2 separate regions of the Mus musculus genome follow, and region 2 is linked to region 1. The links are chromatin contacts, called in public HiChIP or PLAC-seq maps. All regions are on one chromosome and are shown on one strand. The core of a region is the stretch at or near the end of the contact, and the rest is flanking DNA. Distances in the headings are between cores, read along the strand shown.

Region 1 (5,254 bases), core at 1,747-4,246:
AAACCCTGTCTTGAAAAAAAAGGAAAGTTATGAGAAAAATTGAACATCTTAAGTAGAAATGTAGACAGACTGGAAAGGAGAAAAGTGGGGATTTCGCCCAGAGCCTTGAGCTTCCAAAGCAGGCTCCCTACTACCTGAGCTACGTCCCAGCTCCAAGAGACATAGAAAACTTATTTTGTTTTGTTTTTTCAGGACAGGGTTTCTCTGTGTAATTCTGGCTGTCCTGGAACTCCTTTTGAAGACCAGAGGGCCTCCAACTCACAGAGATCCATCTGTCTCTGTCGCCTAAGTGATGGGATTAAAGCATACTGGCCTAGACTCTTTTTTTAAAAATTCTCATTCTGTCTGTCTGTCTGCATGTCTGCATATCTGCGTGTCTGTTTGTGTGTGTCTGTGTGTCTGTCTGTGTTTCTGCTCTCTCTCTCTCTCTCTCTCTCTCTCTCTCTCTCTCTCTCTCTCTCTCTCTCTCTCTGTTTGTGTGTGTGTGTGTATGCTCTTATAGAGGCCAGAGGTTGATCTCAGGTATCTTCCTCAATGGCTCTCCATCTTGTTTGTTGAGAGAGTATCTCATTGAACCCGGAGCCCCCTCTCCCACCCCCAGTTTGGTTAGACTAGCTAGTCAGTCACCACACAGCAGCTCTGGGACTCCAGCCCACACTGTAGACTTAGCTTTGTTTTGTCTTTCACATGGCGGTTTGATGTGATGAATCTCTGTTCTCCTGCTTGAGTAGCAAGCATTTGAACAGCTGTGTCTCTGCCCCACCCTTTCTTATTAAAGGTTAGCATATGAAGGGAGAGATTGCATGGCGTCGTTTTGTACGTATGTGTGACTATATTTTGTTCTTGTTCAGTATCTGCCCCACTGCCCTCGTCTTATGAATTGTCCCCCCTGCCTGGACCCCTTTCTTCCCTCCAATTCCCCCTCTGCTTCCTTATCACACATACCTACTCCATCACCCTCTCTACTCCCTTAGGATCTCTTCTACCTTTTTCATGGGCTGCTTTCTTGTTTCACGACACACACAATTTTAGAAATGCTTTCGCATGTGTGCACACACGTGTGCTTCAATGCCATGGAGCGTGTGTGGAGGTCAGAGGGCAACCTTTGGGACTTGCTTCTCTTCTTCCACCTTAAACCATGGTTTGGCCTCAGGCTCCTTTCTACACTGCCAGACGAGGTCCTACATTTGACAGAAAACATAAAGTATCTGTCTTTTTGAGTCTGCTTATTCACTTAACACAATGATTTCAGTGGCATCTACTTTCCTGAAAACATTTCATCTTTCTCTTAAAATGTATTATTGTTATTATTTATTTATTTATTTTGGTTTTTCGAGACAGGGTTTCTCTGTATAGCCCTGGCTGTCCTGGAACTCACTCTGTAGACCAGGCTGGCCTCGAACTCAGAAATCCACCTGCCTCTGTCTCCCAAGTGCTGGGATTAAAGGTGTGTGCCACCACGCCCGGCTTATTATTATTATTTGGTTTTTTGAAACATGGTTTCTCTGTATAGCCCTGGCTGTCCTGGAACTTACTCTGTTGACCAGGCTAGCCTGGAACTCAGAAATCCACCTGCCCCTGCCTCCCAAGTGCTGGGATTAAAGGCGTGAGCCACCACTGCCCGGCTAAAATGTATTATTATTGTTATATTATTATTATGTGTGTGTGCATGATTTGTATATCTGAGTGTGGGCCTGTGTGTGCCAGGTGTGCCCATGCTTTAGTGCATATGTGAAAGTCAGAGACAACTTTGTAGTCATTGCCTCTCTCCTTCCACTACGAGTTCTATGAACAGAACTTAGGTTGTCAGGTAGGCCTCTGAGGCAAACACTTTTATCCTATCAAGTTATCTTGCCAGCTTTTTCACTCTTTCTCTGTCTGTCTCTCTGTGTCTGTCTGTCTCTCTCTGTCTCTGTCCCTTTCTCTGTCTCTCTCTGTATCTCTCTCTGTCTCTGTCTCTCTCTCTGTCTCTGTGTGTGTGTGTTCTCTTCTTTATTGCTTTGTTATAGGGTCTCTTCTTTCACTGAACCTGGAGCTAGATTGTCCAAAAAGCTCTGAGGATTTGACTGTCTGTTTCCCCCGAGCTGGGTCTGGAGACACCCACCACAGCTCCTGGCCTTTAACTCTGGTGCTAGGAACCAAATTCGGGTCTTTAAGCTTGCACAGTGAGTGATCTTTCTTTCTAAGATACTTATAAAGATTACAAAAGTTAATGTGTCTGGCAGGTGTACCTGCTGCTATTATTATTGTTGTTGAAGATGCTCCCTCTACATTCGTGGAGGGTATAAGCAACAGGGGAGGAACCGAGAGAGGCAAAGCGCAGAGTATACTCTGAGAATATTGAGTAATCCCCATCTGTCAGGAGAGTAATAGCCTTATGGGCATATGTTGGAAAGAGTTTTTAATGTCACAGTAAAGAGTGTGTATCTTATTTGGTAAGCAATAAGAAACAGTGATTGAGTCTGTCAACAGTTGGAAGAAAGGGCCTAAGAAAGAGAAGGTAAACCAGGAGAAAAGGCAAGCAAGAACTTGATGAGGAGAGGGTTACAGATGAGGGGTAGTATGTCCAGATGTGGGATGCTGTTAGGAGAGATCGTGACAGAGCCATATGGGAAGGACAGGCACAGGTTGAGGAGAAGGCTTAAGAGGGAAGTACAGTGGCTATGTGGAGGATGGAATCGGGGACCAGGTGAGTCTAGTGGGGTCAGGCAAGGAGTAAAGGAGATATTCTGCGAAGTGGGGGAGATAAAAGGTGATGGAGACAAGAGAGGTTTCTGGGAACAGGTAAGGAAGGAGCCTATGGTCAAGTGAACGGCATAGATCAGTTAAGAGAACCTGGTAGCTGTAACGAGACCATATGAGAGTTCCCGGGCAGAGTCTAGGGGGGCAGAGTGGAACGTGATGTCAGGAAAAAAAAAAAAAAAAAAACGGCAGTGATGTAAGGGCCAGGGCGGTGGGGCGGTGATGTCAGGGCTGGTGCTGATGCTGGCGGCGCAGTGCATTGTGGGCAGCTCCCCACTTCGCAGCCGCCGCCGTCGCCCGAGGAGGATCGGGGCCGGGCCGGGCCGGGCCGGGATGGTCGCGGTCGGGAGGCCGCCGCCGCCACCGCCGGAGGGAGCGGGCCGCCCAGCGCTGCACTGAGCCGCCCCCGCCCCGCCCCGGCCCCGGGGGATGCGCCGCCCCGCGCCGCTGCCTTCACCGCCGCCGCCGCAGCCGCAGCCGCAGCCGCAGCGGACACCGAGCAGGTGAGGCGGGGCGGGGCCGGGAGGGTGGGCCGGGGGTCCCTCCTGGGGTACATCGGGCCTCCCGCCGGGCTCACCTCCCAGGGCTCGGCTCCTGTCCCGCAGCGGTCGTCGCCGCTGCCGCTAGGAGCCGGGACGCCGGCCTACACTCCCTGGGCCACAGCCCGAGGCCTGGAGCGGCTCCCAGCCCCCGCACAGACCCACCCTCCAACCCCGCGTCCCTTGTCCCTGTGATTTCCCTCCTGTCACCTCTGGCAGGTCGTGAAGATGTCTCCAGACCCTCTCTTCCATCCTCAGTCCCTACCAGCTTCCCTTTTACTTCCCAGCCGTGCCCAGAAGCCCCTCCCGTGGTCCTGTCACTGTCCCTGCCACCATGATCTCCGCCAGTCTCTTGTCTTACTTACCTCCTCTCTCCTCCCCTCCTCCTGTCACTCCGACTTACCCTGCTCGCTGCACTCTCCTCCAGACCTCTTTTCTCCTGTTCCTCGTGGCTTCACCTCTCCTAACCTGGACTCTGAGATTCCCACACATTCCGGCCTCACGCCTTGAAGAGCCGCACATCAACTCTTCTGCTCCCAAACCACGATAAGCTCCGAAGCACTTAGCTTGCTTGCTCTTGCCACTTGGCCCACATTCTCATGCATGCACACAGCCATGCCTACACACACACACACACACACACACACACACACACACACACACACACACACACAAAGGGACCTGAGTAGCTGGTCAGCCAAGCTTGTCAACCCAATCTGGGCTAAGTGGGCTCTTCGGAAGCATCCCCTGGGAAGGGAGGTGGACAGGATGGCCGGGTCCTACTTTTCTCTCCTCACCCATTCCTTTAAGATTTCCTTGAGTACCAAGTGTGAACAGCACACAGAGTTTCTTCATCCACCTGCAGAGCCACACTAGGCAGGACTGAGACGCCCACCTAGGTTGCTCAACAATTTTCTTCCTTCTTCTCCTTCTTCTCCTTCTTCTTTTCAGTACTGGGGACTGAATGTAGGGCCTTGTACTTCTTGTTAGCAAGTACTCAACCCCTCACCCCCTGATCACATTTTATTTGCTTATTTTGTGCGTAGAGGGTACACACCTGCCACAGTGCTCATGTGGAGGTCAGAGGACAAATTACAGGAGCAGCTTCCCTCTTTTGACCACAAGGGTCTCAGGAATCAATCGTGGGTTATCAAAACGGATGGCAAGGGCTTTTTCCCACAGAATGGTCTTGGCAGGCCCGCAGCCCCCCTTTTTATTAATTTTTTTAAAGATGATGTTGGGAGTTGAAACTGGCGCCTTAAACATGCTAGGTATGTATTCAACCACTGAGCTCTCCCCCCCCCCCGCCCCCGCCAAAATCTAACTCCCACTGCCCCCGCTGTGGCCCATGGCCTCTTGCACACTACAGGCGAAGCTACAATTGGTTCCAGCTAAGGTCTCCTCCACACAAGTTCCATTGCTTTCTCCAGTCTTTGTTTGTTTAATTTTTTTTCTTGTTTATATTTGGGATATCTTGTAGACCAGGCTGGCCTTGAACTTGGTGTGTAGCCAAGGTTAATCTTGAGTTCCTCACCCTTCTTCCTCCACTTCCAGAGTGTTGGGATCCCAGGAGTGTGGTACCATGGCCAGCTGCCTCAGTCTTGTCCCCGACCTATATTCCAAAGCTCTACTCCATCTCTTCCCATCTTTCTCATGTCTCTACCTTCTTCCAAACTCCTGCTGCCCCACAGCCCTAGCATTGTAAGGATCAGAGGGACTCAGTTCAGTCATTTCACAACAAAGCTATGAAGACTGATAGCATCTTTCCTCATGGAGATGCATTCTTTTCATATGCCCCGTGGTATCCCAGTGACCTGGGGAAAGGCTGTCTCAGTGCCCTCCCAACCCTCCCTGCCCTTATCAGGCTGTCAGCTTAGCCATCCCAAGGAGAATCAGACTCATACAGTGCCCACCCCCTTTCCATCTCTCTTATACCCAGTCCCCAGCCTGAATGACTCCCCCCACTCCTGTGT
Region 2 (5,254 bases), core at 1,337-3,836, 290 kb before region 1:
ACTTTGGACCTTCGGAAGAGCAGTCGGGTGCTCTTACCCACTGAGCCATCTCACCAGCCCTTTTTGGTTTTTCAAGACAGGATTTCTCTGTGTACCCATGGCTGTCCTGGAACTCATTCTGTAGAACGGGCTGGCCTTGAACTCAGAAATCTGCCTGCCTCTGGCTCCCAAGTGCTGGGACTAAAGGCATGTGCCACCACTGCCCGGCAATCTTCCAACTTTTTCTTAAAAAATATTTATTTATTATATATAATTACACTGTAGCTGTCTTCAGACACTCCAGAAGAGGGCATCAGATTTCGTTACAGATGGTTATGAGCCACCATGTGGTTGCTGGGATTTGAACTCAGGACCTTTGGAAGAGCAGTCGGCACTGAGCCATCTCACCAGCCCAATCTTCCAACTTTTTTTTTTTTTTTTTTTTGGTTTTTTGAGACAGGGTTTCTCTGTGTAACCCTGGCTGTCCTGTAACTCACTTTGTAGACCAGGCTGGCCTCGAACTCAGAAATCCGCCTGCCTCTGCCTCCCGAGAGCTGGGATTAAAGGCGTACGCCACCGCGCCCGGCTAATCTTTCAACTTTTTTTTTTTTTTTTTGGTTTTTCGACACAGGGTTTCTCTGTATAGCCCTGGCTGTCCTGGAACTCACTCTGTAGACCAGGCTGGCCTCGACCTCAGAAATCCGCCTGCCTCTGCCTCCCAAGTGCTGGAATTAAAGGCGTGCGCCACCACGCCCGGCTCTTCCAACTTTTAAGATGACATTTATACTTTAACAAAAATTTTAGAGCATTAAATTAAAATCAAAAGAATAAGAGGTGAGCCAGGCAGTGGTGGTTAACACCTTTAATCTCAGTGTTCAGGAGGCAGAGGTTGGAGGACCTTTGAGTTTGAGGCCAGACTGTGTGCAGAGTGAGTTCCAGGATAGCGAAGGCTACACAGAGAAACCCTGTCTCCAAAAACCAAAAAAATGAGGACTGGTGAGATGGCTCAGCAGTTAAGAGCACTGACTGCTCTTCCAGAGGTCCTGAGTTCAATTCCTACCAACCACATGGTAGCTCATAACCATCTGTAAAGAGATCTGAGGCCCTCTTCTGGTGTGTCTGAAGACAGCTACAGCGTTTTCATATAAGTAAAATAAATAAATAAATAAATAAATCTTTAAAAACAAGCAAATATTATGAGATGAGCAGCGACAGTCCCCACTAGGACTATTGTTTTTATTTTTTATTTTGCTCTTCTTTCTCTGTCACATAGACAAGTGGCTCACCCAATATGGGACATATATATATATTTTATTATTATTATTATTATTATTATTATTATTATTATTATTATTATTATTATATGTAAGTACACTGTAGCTGTCTTCAGACACTCCAGAAGAGGGCGTCAGATCTTGTTACAGATGGTTGTGAGCCACCATGTGGTTGCTGGGATTTGAACTCTGGACCTTCGGAAGAACAGTCGGGTGCTTTTACCCACTGAGCCATCTCACCAGCCCCGGACAGAGATTTTTGAGGAAACTTAAAAACAAGCATGGTTCTAGCGCAATCCATGGAATAGTTTAGAATACCTGGTATGCCTGGTGCAGGAGGCCGGAAGAGGTCGTGCCCTTAATCTCCTTTGACATTCATCTGGTAATGACATTAGCGTGTTGAGTGGACTAGTTTTTTAGTGTGTTCCAACATCATGTATCAGTCCTTGGGTACTCAACAATTCCTTGCAGAGTCCCACTGTAGTGAAGTGGTGTAGTGAGGTGCAGAAGAGACACAGAAAATAAGAAAAGTCTCCTGCCCATAAGCCAAAGGTGTAGGATAAAGGCTGTGGGTGGCGACCCTTTCTAGTGTTATATAGTGGCGTTGTCCTAGGCTAGAGCATAAAACAGCACTGTGCTAGCATAAAACAGCACTGTGCTAGTATGTGGCAATGGGAGTAAATTCTGAGAAACTTAAACAAGTGAAGGCTCTGAGATGGAAATGGAGCATTTCTAGTTTCTGGCTCCACTGTTTACCCAACTTGTGCTAAGGCTTTGTAAATCTTAAGGAGCCCCCTGGCGGCCACTGGGAACCCGTAGATATTCATTGTACGGATGAGGAAGCCGAGATGCAGAAAGGTGAGGAATTCAAAGGCTCACAGAGTAGGTGACACATTTTTATTTCCGCAAATCCTCCACAAATAACCGCCCACCAAATGTGAGTGCCACGTCGGTCCTTCAAGTCTCCGGGAATAAAAACCTCACCTAAGCAAGGCGGCCAACTTCTGTAGAGCCCGTGCCGTAGCGGAAGCTGCAGATGCATTGTGGAAAGCCTTTAAATTGTTCACAAGCGGCCGAGTTCGAGACCCTACAGCCTAACTGAAAAGGGTTGGATCCAGACGGGTGTCAGACTCTAGAGACCTTAGAAGGGATGGGAAGAAAACTGGAGGGTTTTTTGCCGGAATCCTGGCTAGCAAGACCTTTTCCCAGACGCTCACATTCGCTAAGGAATCTCAGGCTGCCTGAGTCCTCCTGCGGGAGCGAGAGTCCGTCTCTATGATACAAGAGACGTCGAGGCGGGCCTCTCTACCCCGCCCGGTGAGGCTGCGCAAGCGCAGTAGCTGAAGCACCGGAAAGATGGCGGAGGAAGGGTGAGTGTGTCTTCGGATCTCTCTATGGGGCTTTGAGGATCCGATGCCATCCTTTCTGTTTGTACTCTGGTGATACAAAAGGAAGCTGTGGGCTGTGGAGAGAAAAGAAAAAGGCTCCATAGTATGAAGTCAAGGTGGGGGCTGAGATGCTGTAGGGCTCCGCGACCAGGGATCGGGACGACTTTGGAAGCAGCGAGAAGAGGAACTGAGGTTCGGAGGGGCGAGTGGCTGCGTAGCGCCAGAGTTGAGTTCGCTCAGCTTGGCTGTCATGTCTTTCACAGTTTGGTACACACGTACAGTGTATTTTGATCGTATCACCTCCCCATCATCTCTTATTCCCCTGCGTCTTCCACCAAGCTCTTTCCCCCCAATTCCCCCTCCTGCTTTCATGTGCCCCCCCCCCCCACCTCATCCTAGCTCGACTTAATCATTACTCTTCTTGATGGATCTGTGATAGCCCCTTTCTGGATTTTACTAGAATTTCCTTGCCGCTAGTGACAGGTCATAGCCTACAGTTGTTAAAGCTCCACGGACCAAAACGAACCCAGAGAGCAAAGGTTTTTCCTGATTTTTAAAGGCTCTCGGGACGAGTGAGCATTACAGGAGCACGGCGAAGACTCATCAGAAACTTTAGGTCCCGGGAAGACCAGGATCTCGAATTGGTTTGGAAAGCCACCAAATGTTGGTTTGGCAATTTTCATTAATGTCAAATTTGTTCCTTTATCAGGGAAAGAAAAAAAATTCCTTTGGTTCCAGAAAATCTTCTGAAAAAGAGGAAGGCTTATCAAGCCCTCAAAGCCACTCAGGCAAAGCAGGCACTTTTGGCAAAGAGAGAGGTAATTCTGAGAGGGGGGGGGTTAGGATTTGTAGTGGACGGATTTTACTAAACGGTGTTCGTTGAACTAGATTTGTTATCAGATCCCTCACAGGTTTCTCCCTCATAGTCCTCCATTTAGCAAAGATTTACCCACCATCTTTCTGTGAGCAAAATGTTAGACCAGCCTTTAAGGGAAAAGTGAAGACATTTTCTGAATTCAAATTTAGTGGTAAAACCAAATTTGGCAGGGAAAAAAATAGATTATTTTAAAAATGTTTTGTTGGGGTTGGTTTGTTTCTTAGATGGGGTCTGTACATATGGTCTGGAATACTGTATGACCAGGCTGGCCTCAAACTAACAGATCAGCCTACTTAGGCCTCTAGAATGCTGCGATTAAATTGCTATCTGTGGCACACTTTTCAGCATTCTAGAAGGTTGAGACAGGAAAATGGAGAGTTTGGCTATATAAAGAGAACCTGTCTCAAACCAAAAGTATCCAACAATTTTAAAAGTTTATTTAGAATCACGTGTGGGCTGGAGAGATGGCTCAGCCCTTAAGAGCACTGACTGCTCTTCGGAAGGTCCTGAGTTCAAATCCCAGCAACCACATGGTAGCTCACAACCACCTATAATGAGATCTGACTCCCTCTTCAGGTGTGTGTAAAGACAGCTGCAGTGTACTTACATATAATAATAAATAAATCTTTGGGGGGAGGGTATAGGGAACTTTCGGGATAGTATTTGAAATGTAAATAAAGAAAATATCTAATTAAAAAAAAATTCCTGGTCATGGTGGCTCACCTTTAATCCCAGCACTCGGGAGGCAAAGGCAGGCGGATTTCTGAGTTCGAGGTCAGCCTGGTCTACAAAGTGAGTTCCAGGTCAGCCAGGGCTACACAGAGAAACCCTGTCTCGAAAAACCAATGTGTAGATTCTGCACACAGTATGTACAGGATTTTTGAACGCAAAGAGAAGAAAATCCTCTTGTTTAATGATGCCTAATATAGTGTTGAGTTTCCTAAACACCTGTATTAAATGTTACCAGCATATGAGCTCACCACAAACTTTTCTTCAGCCCTTAAGAGCACTGACTGCTCTTACATCTCTCAGTTCCATCTGGCCTCTTCATGTGCCCCTTAGGTAATGGTCTGCCCACTTTGCAGAACGTTTGAGAGCTGAGCTCTCTTACTAATGGTCCTGGGTTAACTGTGGAGGGGAAGAGATGCTGATGCGTGTCTTCTCTGCCACAGAGAAAAGGAAAGCAATTCAGGTTCAGACGACTAGAATCTTTCGTGCATGATTCCTGGCGACAGCAACGTGACAAGGTGCGTGTCCAGCGGCTGGAGGTGAAGCCTCGTGCTTTGGAGGTGCCTGATAAACATCCCTTGGCCTTCGTTATACGCATGGAAAGGTACAGTACCAGTGTGTTTTCAGAGTCCTTGGTTCAACTTCAGATGGCTCTGTAGGGAGACAAAGCCTAACCTACTACAGAAGATTGGCTAGGATTCGGAATTAGGACCATGGGTGACATAAGGACACTCAGGGTGAAGGTGGGGCTCTTTTTTTTTTTTTTTTTTTTTAGATTTATTTTATGTATATGAGTACACTGTAGCTGTCTTCAGACACACCAGAAGAGGGCATTAGATCCCATTACAGATGGTTGTGAGCCACCATGTGGGTGCTAGGAATTGAACTCAGGACCTCTGGAAGAGCAGCCAGTACTCTTAAGCACAGGGCCATCTCTCCAGCCCCCTAGTGATACCCTTTCTAAAGTAGTAACCACAACTTGACAAAAGACATGAAAGTAGGCCCGG

Evidence for each region. HiChIP or PLAC-seq counts read pairs in DNA pulled down with a chosen protein or histone mark.
Region 2: an H3K4me3 HiChIP or PLAC-seq map of embryonic limb bud shows a contact between it and region 1, with 2.9 times the contacts expected there. The contact joins the promoter of Rpl7l1 here to the promoter of Ttbk1 in region 1. A contact is called at or near these places in 2 of 39 promoter capture datasets (both in liver), 3 of 115 datasets of contacts at active chromatin or transcription factors (embryonic limb bud, memory CD8 T cells and pancreatic cancer cells) and 2 of 9 other capture datasets (liver and macrophages).

What each region holds. Positions count from the first base shown.
Region 1 is chr17:46,485,417-46,490,670 of GRCm38.p6, reverse strand. Ttbk1 (tau tubulin kinase 1) reads left to right here and starts at 2,996. Exons shown (of 15, transcript NM_001162864.1): 1 at 2,996-3,245.
Region 2 is chr17:46,779,988-46,785,241 of GRCm38.p6, reverse strand. It overlaps Rpl7l1 (ribosomal protein L7-like 1), which reads left to right and starts at 2,586. Exons shown (of 7, transcript NM_025433.3): 1 at 2,586-2,623; 2 at 3,351-3,459; 3 at 4,691-4,851. The coding sequence starts at 2,610.